Linked DNA regions of Danio rerio: regions 2 and 3 are each linked to region 1. Evidence: chromatin contacts called from public HiCAR-type and Micro-C data. All regions are on one chromosome and are shown on one strand. Each heading gives the region's core, a stretch centred on a gene start, on an enhancer-like site or on the middle of the called end of the contact. The rest is flanking DNA. Distances are from core to core; before and after follow the strand shown. Region 1 overlaps zeb1b (zinc finger E-box binding homeobox 1b). Region 2 has its middle 18 kb from the start of msl1b. Region 3 has its middle 26 kb from the start of znfl1g.

Evidence for each region. Hi-C and Micro-C count contacts between places; a contact is called where the count stands out from the background. HiCAR-type assays count read pairs that join an accessible place to other places.
Region 2: a contact with region 1 is called in a Micro-C map of caudal fin, with 2.4 times the contacts expected there. The contact joins two enhancer-like sites. A contact is called at or near these places in 3 of 18 Hi-C or Micro-C datasets (caudal fin, embryo and hematopoietic stem cells) and 1 of 4 datasets of contacts at active chromatin or transcription factors (caudal fin).
Region 3: a contact with region 1 is called in a HiCAR-type map of caudal fin, with 4 times the contacts expected there. The contact joins two enhancer-like sites. A contact is called at or near these places in 1 of 18 Hi-C or Micro-C datasets (hematopoietic stem cells) and 1 of 4 datasets of contacts at active chromatin or transcription factors (caudal fin).

The regions. Positions count from the first base shown.
Region 1 is chr12:28,591,734-28,596,205 of GRCz12tu, reverse strand. The region is part of intron 1 of zeb1b (zinc finger E-box binding homeobox 1b); the gene reads left to right. All of the region lies in intron 3 of LOC141376810 (a long non-coding RNA gene), which reads right to left. Among named protein-coding and RNA genes, the nearest start is that of zeb1b, 58 kb to the left of the region's middle. Within about 2 kb of position 2,290, at least 10 of the 62 cell types and tissues checked have an H3K27ac peak or open chromatin away from gene starts, as enhancers often do. A contact at or near this core is called in caudal fin, where this site is marked.
Region 2 is chr12:28,816,534-28,821,005 of GRCz12tu, reverse strand. No RefSeq gene overlaps it. Among named protein-coding and RNA genes, the nearest start is that of msl1b, 18 kb to the left of the region's middle. Within about 2 kb of position 2,400, at least 4 of the 62 cell types and tissues checked have an H3K27ac peak or open chromatin away from gene starts, as enhancers often do. A contact at or near this core is called in caudal fin, where this site is marked.
Region 3 is chr12:28,791,688-28,796,159 of GRCz12tu, reverse strand. It overlaps a transcript of znf438 not described here. Among named protein-coding and RNA genes, the nearest start is that of znfl1g, 26 kb to the right of the region's middle. Within about 2 kb of position 1,974, at least 3 of the 62 cell types and tissues checked have an H3K27ac peak or open chromatin away from gene starts, as enhancers often do. A contact at or near this core is called in caudal fin, where this site is marked.

The DNA of each region.
Region 1 (4,472 bases), core at 1,041-3,540:
CTCCCCTTCCCCCATTCCGGTGCGCCCCTTTAACAAGAATAGTCATCCTTACTGCACACTTCACCTGTTCCCACAATCCAACAGCTGAGACTGATAGTGGGCCTCCTGTCGGGCTGGACCTTAGAGCGGTTTAATCCGGTTTAAGGTGTTTTCAGTCTAAATGAGCTGCATTAAAGAATGAAATAAATATACCAGTCATAAGCCAATCAAAATGCAGTGTTTCACTGATGTCATCATTGCAGTTATTCGCTTGTTAAGTGTGATGTTACGCGAAGTGGCTTTCAGGACCTGTAGCGCTCTATCAAACTTAATAGGGAGACTCAACAAATAGTAATACTAAATGTTTACAAAGCAATGTATTACTTTCGAAAATTATGATCGCAATATTCATATCTAATATCCGATGTCCGGAAAGTCATTGTTTTTGATGTTAATGTCAATGTTTTTATAAATTAATAAAATGTTGGTGTCTTTAATGCAGCAAGTCCAGAGACTGTTGTTTACACCCTGGTTTTATATAAAATTCACTTTAATGTGTGATGATATGACTAAAAAGTGACAAACAAATATTTTCTCAGTTCAAATAAGTTGTGGCTTAAACCCCGAAACACCGATATGTCATGACTTAACAAGTGGATTTTCACACAGTATTTGATATCAGGGCTGAAATAAAATCAAACCTAAATATTTAATCAAATACTTAATGTTGTGACAGCTAACAAAGTATAACTTAATGTCATGGACACATAGCAAAATCAAAAAAAATATGACAAAAAAGGAGATACAAATATTGATCTCTATATATATTACAAAATGAAAAAAATGCATTACAAAATAGGGATGCAATGATTTTAGATTTTGATTGTACGACTGTAGTCTGAAGAATAATCATGGTTATCTCGATTATTATGCATTCATTAATTACAAAACACCACTACTCTGTAAAACAAAATCTGTAATTTTTACATAATTTAATTAAAATAACAGATGTTAAATTACAGAAATTTTAATTTAAGGACATTTCTGTAATTTAATGGCTGTTATTTTACGTTTTTTCCGGCAGCTGGGGTAAAAACGTAAAATTACTGATATTTTTTTACAGTCTAGTTTAGAAAAATCACATGAAAACTCCTAATATTTTCAAGTGTTATTTATTGCTGCACAGTAACCAATTGATGCAGCACATAATAATAATAAAAAACAATCAATAGTCCATTTTTCTATGGACTTAAAAATAAGTGAAATTTTTTATTTTTTTTAACTTTTAAACATAAGTAATAATTTTACACTAACAAAAATAAATGACAGAAGAATAAATGAATAAATAATTAAATAAATAAACAAAAATAAGAATAAAAAAAAATTAAGCATAAATAAAACAAATAGGATTTGTCTAATCTAAATCTAAGCATCATATTAGCCAAGTTTTTCCCTTTTAAAGAGATTATTTCCATACGAATAATGAAGCTGATTGGTCAGTTCTGGTCACATGACTCAGGGTGTGCTCATGCCATTCTTTCAACTAGGTGCGCCGCGTTCGCACCGCGTGCACGTCACTCCCAATATGCACGCAAGAAAAGAAATAATGAACTTGCGTGCACAAAAGACACAGTATGTCAATGGCCCTTAGTTAATAGCTTCAGCCATGGTTAATCCATGGCATAACTTTTAGTTGCAGCAGTTTTGTTCTGTGCAGAAACACGGTGTTGAGAAGCCTTTACGATTAATTAACCATGACAAATTAAAGCACGGTTAATAGGGAAATTGGTTAATCGTTGGTTAATCTTTTACAAAAAAAGCTAAAACTAATATAAATACATAAAACAATAAAATACTTTAAATAAAAACTAGAAATATAAAAATAAAGCAATTTCAAAACATTAAATAAAACTAAAATCGAACTGCATCAAAAAGGAAAATTAATTTTTAAATTAAGAATAAAAAAGCACATCAAAAATACAAGTTATTTTAATTTAACATTCAGTTTTGCTTAAAAAGACAACAACAACAACCACATTAAAAGTTAAACTAAAATGTAAACTACTATTAATAACAACACCAACAACAACAGAGATGATTACAACTAAATACATAAAAAAGCTGACACAAAAAGCTAACAAAAAGTGTAAATGTGACACTAATATCTAATATAAATCTTTCGAGTTCTGTTCAATCAAGCATTCATCATCTTTGTCTGACTCAACCGATGTGCTATTTGGGAAATGCCCTGCATAAACACACACACACTGACAGATATACTCTTAAAATGACTAATGGTGTCTGAGTCACTCCGTGTGTGCAGAAATAAGTGTATCAGTGTGTGCTGCTCAGTGGTTTGGTCGTGCTGGTCAGTCAAGCAGACTGCAGTTCAATGTTTCGTCTAGACGCTACTGGCTCATTCACTCGTTCTTTTATTGATCATTTCATAGATTAAAACTTTTGGACAGTGTTTGTGTCCAAGAGAGTGAGCAGACACTATTACACGTCTGGAAAAACCACCAAACAGGGAAGCTTGTTCCCAGAGGAACCTTTTATTGCTCAGAGGTTGTTCTTTTATAGCGCAAGAGAATTAATAGTGTTCACAGTTGTGCTTCATTGAAGTATCAAGTACCTCTGTGTCATCAAGTACCACAGAGGACTTTCCCTAAGTCAGAGAAAAATGATTTAAAAGTAAGGCTCAATTCGATATATACCATTTACAGTATCGCATTTGCTAGATTGACAGTGTTTGAGTAGTTTTGGACAGTATTCTGTTTTTACGGTTCAGGAAATCTGATAATAAGTTTCAACATTTGAAATTCTATTATTTACAATGCAATCACATCTGCTTTTTACATAAATATTTTGACATTTGGTTATATTCTAGCTACCAGGCTCTTTTTACATTTCCATTTTAAATTTCAGATGCTTAAAGATCTGATTTGTGAGTCATTGACTACGTTTACATGGACATAAATAATCATAATATTGTCTTAATCTGAATGAGACAATAATATAAGTTGGAAAATGCACCTTCCAAGCTTTATACAGGTATGTATCTCATGCTCATCTCTTATGTATTCATGGAGATGTACACGTGGACGATTGTAATAACAAGGCCTCGTGGGTGTGGCCGCATTAAAAATAATGAACTGAGACTGAAAACAGTGTTGGTTTCATACTGATTACTTTATCAAACAATGTTTGTTTTCACCATGCACTTGCAGCATTTGAAAGTAGACACTTCAAGCTTTCTATATATATATATATATATATATATGTCTCATGTCTGGGTGTTTTGTTCTCGCAGAGTTTCAGTGCATTTTAGTGACGCGTTTTTAAAAACAGTTTGAAGAGAAGAGAAGAGAAAGAATGCCCACACTGTTTATTTTCCTTGTTTTGCAAAAGCACAGACTTTTGTTGTTGTTGTGAGTGTACACAAAAAAGTAAACACCTAACAGATTCGATGGATGTATTACTCTTATGCCGAGTTCAGACTGCATGATTTTCAAAGTACTCGTGTCACAGATGTTTTCACACTGCATGACTATCAGGGCTAGCGTTTTTTCGCTACTTTGTTTACACTGCAAGATTGATCGGCAACAGGGGGTTTCACATTGCATGACTTTACAAAAGGAAGAATTGCTGACAACTTCATCCAAACAACGTCTCACAGCCAAAAACACGTAGTATACATTTTGTTATTAACTACATAACGAGAAAGAAGCCTTTAATAAGGTAGAAAATGTACATATTTGCTCACCTGGGTTTAAAGGGAGTTAGCCATTTCTCCTCAACTTTCCTTTTTAACTTTCTGTATGAAACTTCAAACAGACATGGGTGCTCCTGTCAAACCTCCACAAGTTTTTCCTCCATTTCTTAGGTCCAAATAAACTATAAATGAACACTTTTAACTTCTCCCTCAACCTCCCGCTGGCCTGCAGGTACACACACAAGTAGATGCTACTCTCTCATTGGCTGTAAGCGATCGCCGATGTTATTTTTAGTCAAAACTCATTTCACACGGCATGATTAGAATCGCAGACAGCTCCAGATATTTAGCATGCCAAATATCTCACAGGCATCGGTGACTCATCGGCGATTCTCTCAGATCGCATCTTTGATAGTTCACACAGTGTGATTGTCACTCACGTGCACAAGCACCGATTTGCTGGTGATTTCTCAAAACCTGTTAGCGAGTCAAAATCTGGGCTAAAATCATGCAGTCTGAACTCGGCATTATCTGCATGATCAAAACTGGAAGTGTAATACAAGTTATTTTCAGCGTTATCAAGAGAAGACGCCTCAAACCACATAAATGTGGTCTTCAACCACTGAAGTTTAAGGTGTTTACATGAGTTGCTTTTTAAATGTTCCTTTCATGATCCAGTTTTACATGTTATAGCACATAATTCAATTAACGTCATTGCATCACCAAGTTTCCTCAGGAGTCAATCAACTTTAACTACAGTTCGACACTTTCATTTAGGAAC
Region 2 (4,472 bases), core at 1,151-3,650, 220 kb before region 1:
TATATATGAAATCTTAAAAATGGGCCAATTATTGTAGCCTAATTGTAATTGCTGCAGTCTTATTGCAAATGATGAATGAAATTAGGATGATGTTTTGAGTCAAACGGAATTAAATACAATTACATTTTCACCACAATCAATACAATTTAATACAATTTTCATACAGTTTACAAAGTTTTGTATTGTAAGGAAAAACTTGAGATTTTAGAAAAAATGCATAACAAAAACAAAACAAAACAGATGTTGGGGTATATTTAAAATCAAAAATTATTTTTATTGAACTATCAATGCATTCCCCATTTTCTATTTGTAATTAATGTTTTTTTTTTTCTTGAAAATAAAATTTAACATCAAGTTAAAATTTAAAATGTACCTTTACTTTTCCTACCTGTTTAAATGATGATGATGATGATGATGATGATGATTATTATTATTATTATTATTATTTATTCATATTCGGGTATAGCTTAGTGTAATTGCGTTGTGACGGAGTAGTGAATCGACCCAGTCCTGTGTTACAGAACTCACTTTACAGAACAGTATATATTTTAACACAAATAATTAGAATGTGACTAATATACCTTAAACCTGGAGCTGTGTCTCCTGAAAATTAATTATATTAGTGGTGTGTTCTCGTCCAGGTTCAGTTCTTCATAGCTAAAAGGCATAGATAAATATATCTATGGCTAAAAGTTAAGAGTTGCGCAATCAGAAATCAGCTATCACAGCGCCCTCTAGCTCTGGTAGTCAGCAGAAATATGCTGACTGGGCCTTTATTGAACCTTTTTGTTATGTTTTGAAATTTTAATTCTGGTGCTTTTTCTGTTTGTATATATTGCAGCAATGTCCTTTTGCAAATAATGTCTGTACTGCAGTAATTCTGTGTCTGTATTATTTTTACATTTTATAAAGCTCTTTATAGAGCTTAAAACTCTTAGATAGCAATTAATTTTTTGTATTGAATTTCTGCAGCAAAAGAAACAAAATGCTGCATTTACTAAACCCAACAAAACAAAAGGGTAGAGAGGCTTCAAATATAAGGGCAGACCTGACACATACATTAATGCCGTTTCTGTCATTTCAGCTGATGATAGTGTTTTTTGTCAGTGTGCTATGATTGACAAAAATGTCGAACATGTGTTAAGTGTTTTGAATAGTTATTTGATTTTGCAACATGTTTTCAATGTTTTGTAGGCGTGTTGCAGGGCTGGACTGGGGCAAAAAATCGGCCCTGGCATTTTGGGCCAGTGCGTCCCACTACATTCAATCAAAATGCTATCTATCTATTGATCATAAAAAAGAAATCCAATTTCTTGCATTCCCCATTAATTTTCTCTTTCCACACCCTCAAAACTTGTCTTATGTATTGTCAAACTCTCCTGTAGTGTTTTCCTCTGGCATGCAGGCGCCGTAACATCCCACCCTGTATCCCCTAAACACATATTTATACTTGCAGTTGTGATAGGAGTTGTATCACCCCATCCTGTAAATATACAACATCTAAATCAATAATTTTCAATAATTACCCAAATATGTAAGAGAGTGGGTTCTGAGGGGGGAGACGAAGGGGTCAGGCGTTCATCTTTTGAGCCTATACGAGCAAATGGGTGAAAAACAAACAAAAAAAGGAGGTCTTGTAACCAGGCGGAGGGAGTGACTCAGACACAATCAATTCTCCATGAGCTCTCAGTGGAGCTTCCAAAGCCATGGAAACAAAAACAACACTCCCAACTCAGGTTTACAGCTCAAGGACCCGTCCTGTTTATTTTCAACCTCCAAAACCAACCCTATTATTATTCCTGCAGCGGTCGGAGTTGACTTGTAAAATACTCAGTGTGGGAGGAACGGAGAAAGCATTTTGAGTTCCATCACAACAAAGTTCACTCTAAAGGTGACAAAAGCGCTCTGTTTGCATGCCAGCACCTGGCCCTTATCTAATGGCCTAATTAGTCTGTAATAAAGGAGACTAATGGCTCTGTTCATTTAAACTAATGAAGGTGAATCACCTGGCTTTTGGCACCCACATTAAGAGCAAATGTTAAGTCCTTTAGTGTAATTATAAAAACTCAAAATTAATTTCATTAAGCTCCTGTCAGATATATAAAGCTAGAACTGAACTGACTAAGATGGCTGTCAAATTCGGCTTGTTCTCCTCTCTTTCTTTTATTTTTTGTTCCCTTCTGTCCTTTCCTCCATTCTCCTCTCCTGCAGTGACCACATGATTTATGCCTCTCTCCCAGTCTGAGAGTACATAAATACATATAAAGGTTGTAAACTCCCACCATCCATAAAAATGATTAAAGCACCTATTTTGGTTAAATCGGTGCCTGCCCACAACTGTGTTTGATTTTCCACCTAAACCAGAGCCATGTGACGTTCAGTTGAGGCTTCCAGGTCTTCACTCACTCACTCACTCACTTACACACACACACCCTTTTCCTGGGGGCAGGAAATGAAAGCCAGAACAGGAATGGGTATAAAAATATTTGGATGTCATCGTTTGAAGATGTGTCTTTAAACCAATAGCTGTCTGGATGGTGCAGGGCTTTCTCTGAGCATCAGGCTGATTGGAGTGATCTGTTATTGGTTATTAGAGACAGGTCTGTAGCTACGGGCAAGATCTATGAGATATTTTACCATTGAAACTGCATGCAGATGTTTGAGATCAGAGCGCTACCTTCGTGTGTGTTGTATATGCCATGTGAAATGGTGGTGCATCTGAATAACCTTCAACATGATGCTCTACCGTCATTCCCTCACTGAGATGAATAGTCCTGACCTATGCATTAAAGAAGATAATAAAGCCCATATCTATGCTTCAGCTGGAGAAGATTTATTTAAAGTGCACATTCAGAGACATGCAGGTATATTCACTCACTGGCCACTTTATTAGGTACACCTTACTAGAACCGGGTTGGACCCGCTTTTGCCTTCAGAACTGCCTTAATGCTTCGTAGCATAGATTCAATAAGGTACTGGAAATATTGCTCAAAGATTTTGGTCCATATTGATATAATAGCATAATGCAGTTGCTGCAGATTTAACAGCTGCACATTCATGATGCGAATCTCCCTTTCCACCACATCCCAAAGGTGCTCTATTGGATTGAGATCTGGTGACTGTGGAGGCCAGTGAGTACAGTGAACTCATCATGTTCAAAAACCAGAGGTGATTCACGCTTTATGACATGGTGCGTTATCCTGCTGGATGTAGCCATCATAAGATGTGTACACTGTGGTCATAAAGGGATGGACATGTTCAGCAACAAACTCAGGTAGGCTGTGGCGTTGACACGATGCTCAAGTGGTACTAATGGGCCCGAAGTGTGCCAAGAAAATATGCCCCACACCATCACACCACCACCACCAGCCTAAACCTTTGATACAATGTAAGATGAATTTATGCTTTCATGTTGTTGATGTCAAATTCTGACCCTGAATGTCACAGAAAAAATCGAGACTCATCAGACCAGGCAAAGTTTTTCTAATGTTCTATCGTCCAGTTTTGGTGAGCCTGCGTGAATTACAGCCTCAGTTTCCTGTTCTTAGCTGACAGGAGTGGCACGCAGTGTGGCCTTTTACTGCTGTAGCCCATCCGCAGATGTACATAATAAAGTGGCTGGTGAGTGTATATAAATAACGGTATTCCTGTAACTCAGAGTAAGACGCTTACACTGCCAGTGTCATCGGATTGATGCTCAGGATAAATAATACATTGCATTTTTAAATTAATGGAATAATTTAAAGAGGCAAATTCATTCTTGAATTAAGAGTAAAAGGAAGCTGTAATTTTCTTTGCAATATTGTATTTCCATGATGTGTCCTCACTTTGGATGAATGCAAGGTTACCTCTTAAAAAATAACATAGCAAATTGATAAAGAAATGAGTGGAAAAACAGCAGTTAATAAATCATTTGAAGATAGATGAGTTGTGCACAAGCTTTTTATTTCACCAGTGTCATGTTTTATCATTAAGTATATTTGAGCTTTTAAGGTCTGGCAGATTTTTATTTTTTATTTTTTATTTTTTGTGATAATGTGACGATGCAGAACAGATCTTTTAGCATTATCTTAAACATTATAAGCGTGTCATAAAACAGATGAGAGGCTCTCAGAAGCACACATAAACATCACATCCTTTACTTACCTGGCAAAACTGTCTTGAGCCCTTCAATAAACATCAGTCTACAGACTTTCATAGACAACCTAGAAAATTGAGAAAAGTGTTTTTTTATGTTTTATTAGAAGCTGTTCACACATTGGCAATAAAAAGCAATTCATAGATGGAAATCTGTAGATATATCATTTAAATTGAGAAAAAAGAATGAAACTAATTCTTTATTTGTGTGTTTAGTTAAAATACTCATAAATGTATGATTTTTAAAATGACTAACTAAAAATTTTTGTCATCTTCATCTTGAAGAACCCCCTCATCCACCCTGACTCCGCCCTCTCTTTCCTAGCATAATATAG
Region 3 (4,472 bases), core at 725-3,224, 200 kb before region 1:
TTTACAAAGACAAGTCTATATGTGCATATATATTTGATATATTTAATAAAGACAAATTACAAGATAAAAACTCAAAATTGCAAGAAACGCGTAACAAAGCTATAAACTTTTAATTGAGCAAAATTAATTTATAAATCTAAGGAAAACTACTAATTATGAGATTTTAAAAAGTCTGAATCCTCACTTTTGCTTCCCAGATTTGTAAGTTTACATCAGTCAATCCAAACAAAAGAATGGATTGTGAGATTAAAAAAAAACTTTATATTACTACTGTTGTCTAATACTTGTTGATTGCCAGTAAACATGCAGATCGATATACTACTCGAGATCCGCCATTATATGGACTACAGATCCAGTCATGCACTGCTAACACGCACCTGTTCCAGATTCCGCTAATTGCACATGCACGCACGCACGCACACACACACACAGCAGGAGAATTGTCAAGAAACGATAACAAAGACTATTTAAACAGCGAAAACACACATCAGTGCTGAGTTTTGTTATCTGTGACATTATAACACAGTTGCCTTGCCTTGCCAACCCTTGCTTTGTAGTACTGTTTATTCCTGTCTGCTGCCTGCCTTTTGAACACCTGCCTTTTTACTGAACATGACTTTGAATTTCCTGTATACATCTGTTTTCCCCTGTGTTGACCAATGCTTGCCTGACAATTTTCCTAATAAACCCTGCATTTGGATCTGCACTCTGTTGTTAGTGTCCCCATTACATTACAACTTTAACAGAAAAGGTGTACCATAGCTGATAACAATAAAAAAACCTAATATTTAAATTTTTTTTAACACAAATTGTGAAAAATAATATGATTCATTAGTCTCGACAGCATTTATTTTTAGGTCGTTGTTACTTATTAAACTAACAGGCATCATAACAACCTGGTTGACCTCTTATCCATAGGTTATCATTATTATTTTAATTTCTTATTTATCAGAGTTGTGTCAGTATATTATTCAATGCGTAATGTGTGCCAAAAAAATATCTTCAAGAGTGCAACATAAAGGCTTAATCATGTTCTAACTTAATTTTAAAAGTTACACAAGCTGTTTTAAGTGTTTACCATAATATAAGTTCAATGGACTCATAAGGGTTATTTAATACAGCTTAAAAATTTAAGACAACCAGGATTTTTTTGCAGTGCAAAACACATTTGAAAAAAAAAAGAAAAACAGATGAGCCCTTAACAAGCTGGTGCCAGCAAAATAAAACCTTCATAGCCTAACATAAGATATGAGATTATGAGGGAATGGCAAGCCAGTGCTTACCTCAGTCTTTTATACAGCACATTGCCACACTGTTCTGGCACACGATTTTACCCTCTCCTAATTGGCCCTTTAAAAGCAGTGCTGAGGGTTTGTAAGCTGTACTAAGCTCCAGCTTTTGGCTTTTTGTGCTCTGTCGAGTCAGTAATATTGATGTGTGATTTCTCATGCCATTGTCCAAGTAAACAGCAGGTGGAAAGCCTAGAAGAAAATATCAATCCTCAGTTATCAAGAGCCCCGGAGGCATGGCTGTATTGAAAAGCACAAGATCTCAGTGATAAATGTGCAGAGATGCGTTATTAAAGTGTGTAGTTGCGAAGTATGAGTTGAAGTATGTGACTGTGTTGGGAATGCTGCTTGATGTATGGGTTTTAGCAGTGCTGTAAAAGTATTCGGATGCGACATGTGACACGTGCAGCTCAGGTACATGTGTGAGGTCAATGAGCTGCATGCAGAACTCAACTGTCAGCTGGTAAAGGCACAGCCAATGCATTAACTTGCTGAAAAAGCTTGTAAATGCACTCAGCCGTTTAATACAGGAAAGCTCAGAACTGCTCTCCTTATTTCTTGCCTTTTCTTTTTTACTTTCTCTCTTTCTCCCTTCAGTTGCTGCATAACATGGTATTGATTATAAAGACATATGAGAGGTAGGCATTGCATTGACGTCGCTGTTCAGAGCTCTTGCACAAATAACATGTGAAGAATTTTAGGTTGCTTGTAATGTGGTGAGACTGACGGGTTTTGGTGTGCATGGCTCTTTTCCTGTTTGAGACCAAATTGGCAAAACAAAACAAAACCACCACAACAACATTAGTTTCAATTGAAAACTGAACTGTGCGTTTCTTGCCAGAGAGAAATTTTGTACAGTCGTTTAGAGAGTTTTGCATAGCTGAACCCGAGGAGAAAGAATGAGAGGTTTACACAGTTTGGTTTAACCCTGCCAATGTTTGTGTGCAGTTTCTGCCTGTTTATTTTTCTTTTATGTTTATTTTATGGTTTCTCTGTTACCAAGACAGACCTCTCCAAAGAAAAATGAATATGAGAGGTTTCTCAAGAGATCTTTTAAAATTGGATGCCAGATATTTCAACATTGTGAGTAACTGAGGGATAGAGACATGAACATTTCTGGATTAGCTTCGTGACTAGGCACCAAACTATGCATTGGGAAACAGGATGTAATATAAAACTATGGGGAAAATATTCAAGACGAACTCTCTATTTTGGTTTGACTAAATCATGCTGAAATTATAGTTTCAAACAGGTTACGTTTCAAAGTTTGTGTGAACCGGATGTTTTTTTTTTTTTTTTTTTGTGCATCATTGCATTAAGAGCGAGTGTGGTTAAGAACATTGTGGCTGAAGCCGTCAAACTGACGTCAATGGAGAAGGACCACCACCAAGCAAATGGTTGGACTTTGATTAAAGATTACAAATAAACTTCTTTACCAGTGGATTAACAGATTAATTGTTCACCTAAAGAATAACAATGTATACTAGCAAAACAAACATTATGAATTAAGATTTCACACAGAATTTAAGAAAAAGTACCGTGGAAATCAAAATTAGACAATAACACAAAATACATTTTTAAATGTAATATACATCGCTTAAAATTTGAGGGAATTGTGCTAGTAGAACAGTGTTTAACAATGTCACTTTCATGTGTGTAAAATACAGTAATAAAAGATAAAAAGCAGCAACAATTGTAGAACTCATTGCAAAATTTAGATTGTAGAAAGATTGCAAACATTTATGAAAGTTACAGCAGTAAAAACTTAATAGTAAGTGTACAGTAAAGAACATTGATTTCAATGACATAGGCCCAATCCCAATTCTACCCCTTCCCCCTTACTCCTCATTTTGGGCATTCACATGAAGGGGTAGGGGTGTGCCAATTCTCTTCAGCTTGAAGGCGTAGGGCTAAGCTAGACTGAGATTTTTCAGGATCACACTCGAAACCAAGGGGTAAGAAATTTTCCAAGAATACACCATCTACAACGGCAGCATGAGTAGTATTTTTTTCATTAGTATTTTTTTCATTATTCCATTTTTTTTTCCAACAAACAAGCATATGTTTAAATGTATTCATAACTGCATTTGTGTTTTACCGTAATGCTTAAAAACCTCACTAAAATAAAAACCACTAAATTTTGCTATCTATAATCCATAATAAGAATCCTGTATAGCAGTCTCATAACACAGCTGAAACTCGGTGACACTCGAATCCCCTGTCAGAAAAGTCTAGTGGCTGGTTTTTACAGTGTCTGCTATAATGTTAATGTTGTTTTTGGTGTGTTTACATGGATGAATATGGCCACGGTGTAAATGCAGAGTACAGTTACGATCTTATTGGCACATTAGATCATCATGATAACATGATATCGTTGCCTTTAGTAAATTCCTGATGATGAATACCAAAAAAGTAGCACAACTTAAATAACAACAGCAGTCGATGGTCAATCTCATATGAAGTAAGACATTTGATGTAGTGTGCAGGTGTTTCAGTAGTGTCCCATTTCTTAGGGGTAAATTTTGAAGCCCTTCCCCTTCACACTCTGTTTAGAGGACCAAAGGGAAAGGGAAGGGGCAGGAGTACAAAAATAGAATTGGGATTGGGCCCTAATCACATTTGTAACCACAGGACATCAATAGTCTTCATTTTTTCAGAGTTGTTGAACCAGGTTTAGTTCAGGGCTCTGGTCTGGCCATTTCATAATTTGAATATTTTCTGCTTTGATAAACGGCTTGTTTTGCCGTGTTAAAAAGACAATTGCTGGCTGATTAGTTGTTGAATGCAGTGAATAAACCACATGCCACTGAAGAAGTTTCTGATAAACATGTACATAAACTCTACCATGTAGCTTCATAAGAGGGTATTACACTTTTTCCTCTATATTTTATTGACAAAGTTGACAATTCAGGACCATCAATAAGTGCACTCTGGACCAGATCTCGGTTCACACAACGCGCTCCTCAGCAAAGGTTAGTCTGGCCTTTTTATTCTTTCTGCTGATGAGCGGTTTGGTCACTGCAGGGCTTTCAGGGCAAGCTCTGATCGTTACCCTTTTCAGCACTGAGCTGGTAAGCAATACCTAGGTTGTCTGTGCAAGCCTTTAGATTGATTGTGGAAGGTTAGGCTACATGCCTTTCAAGAGCCTCTTTTCAATTCTCATGACACATGAAAAAAATGCTA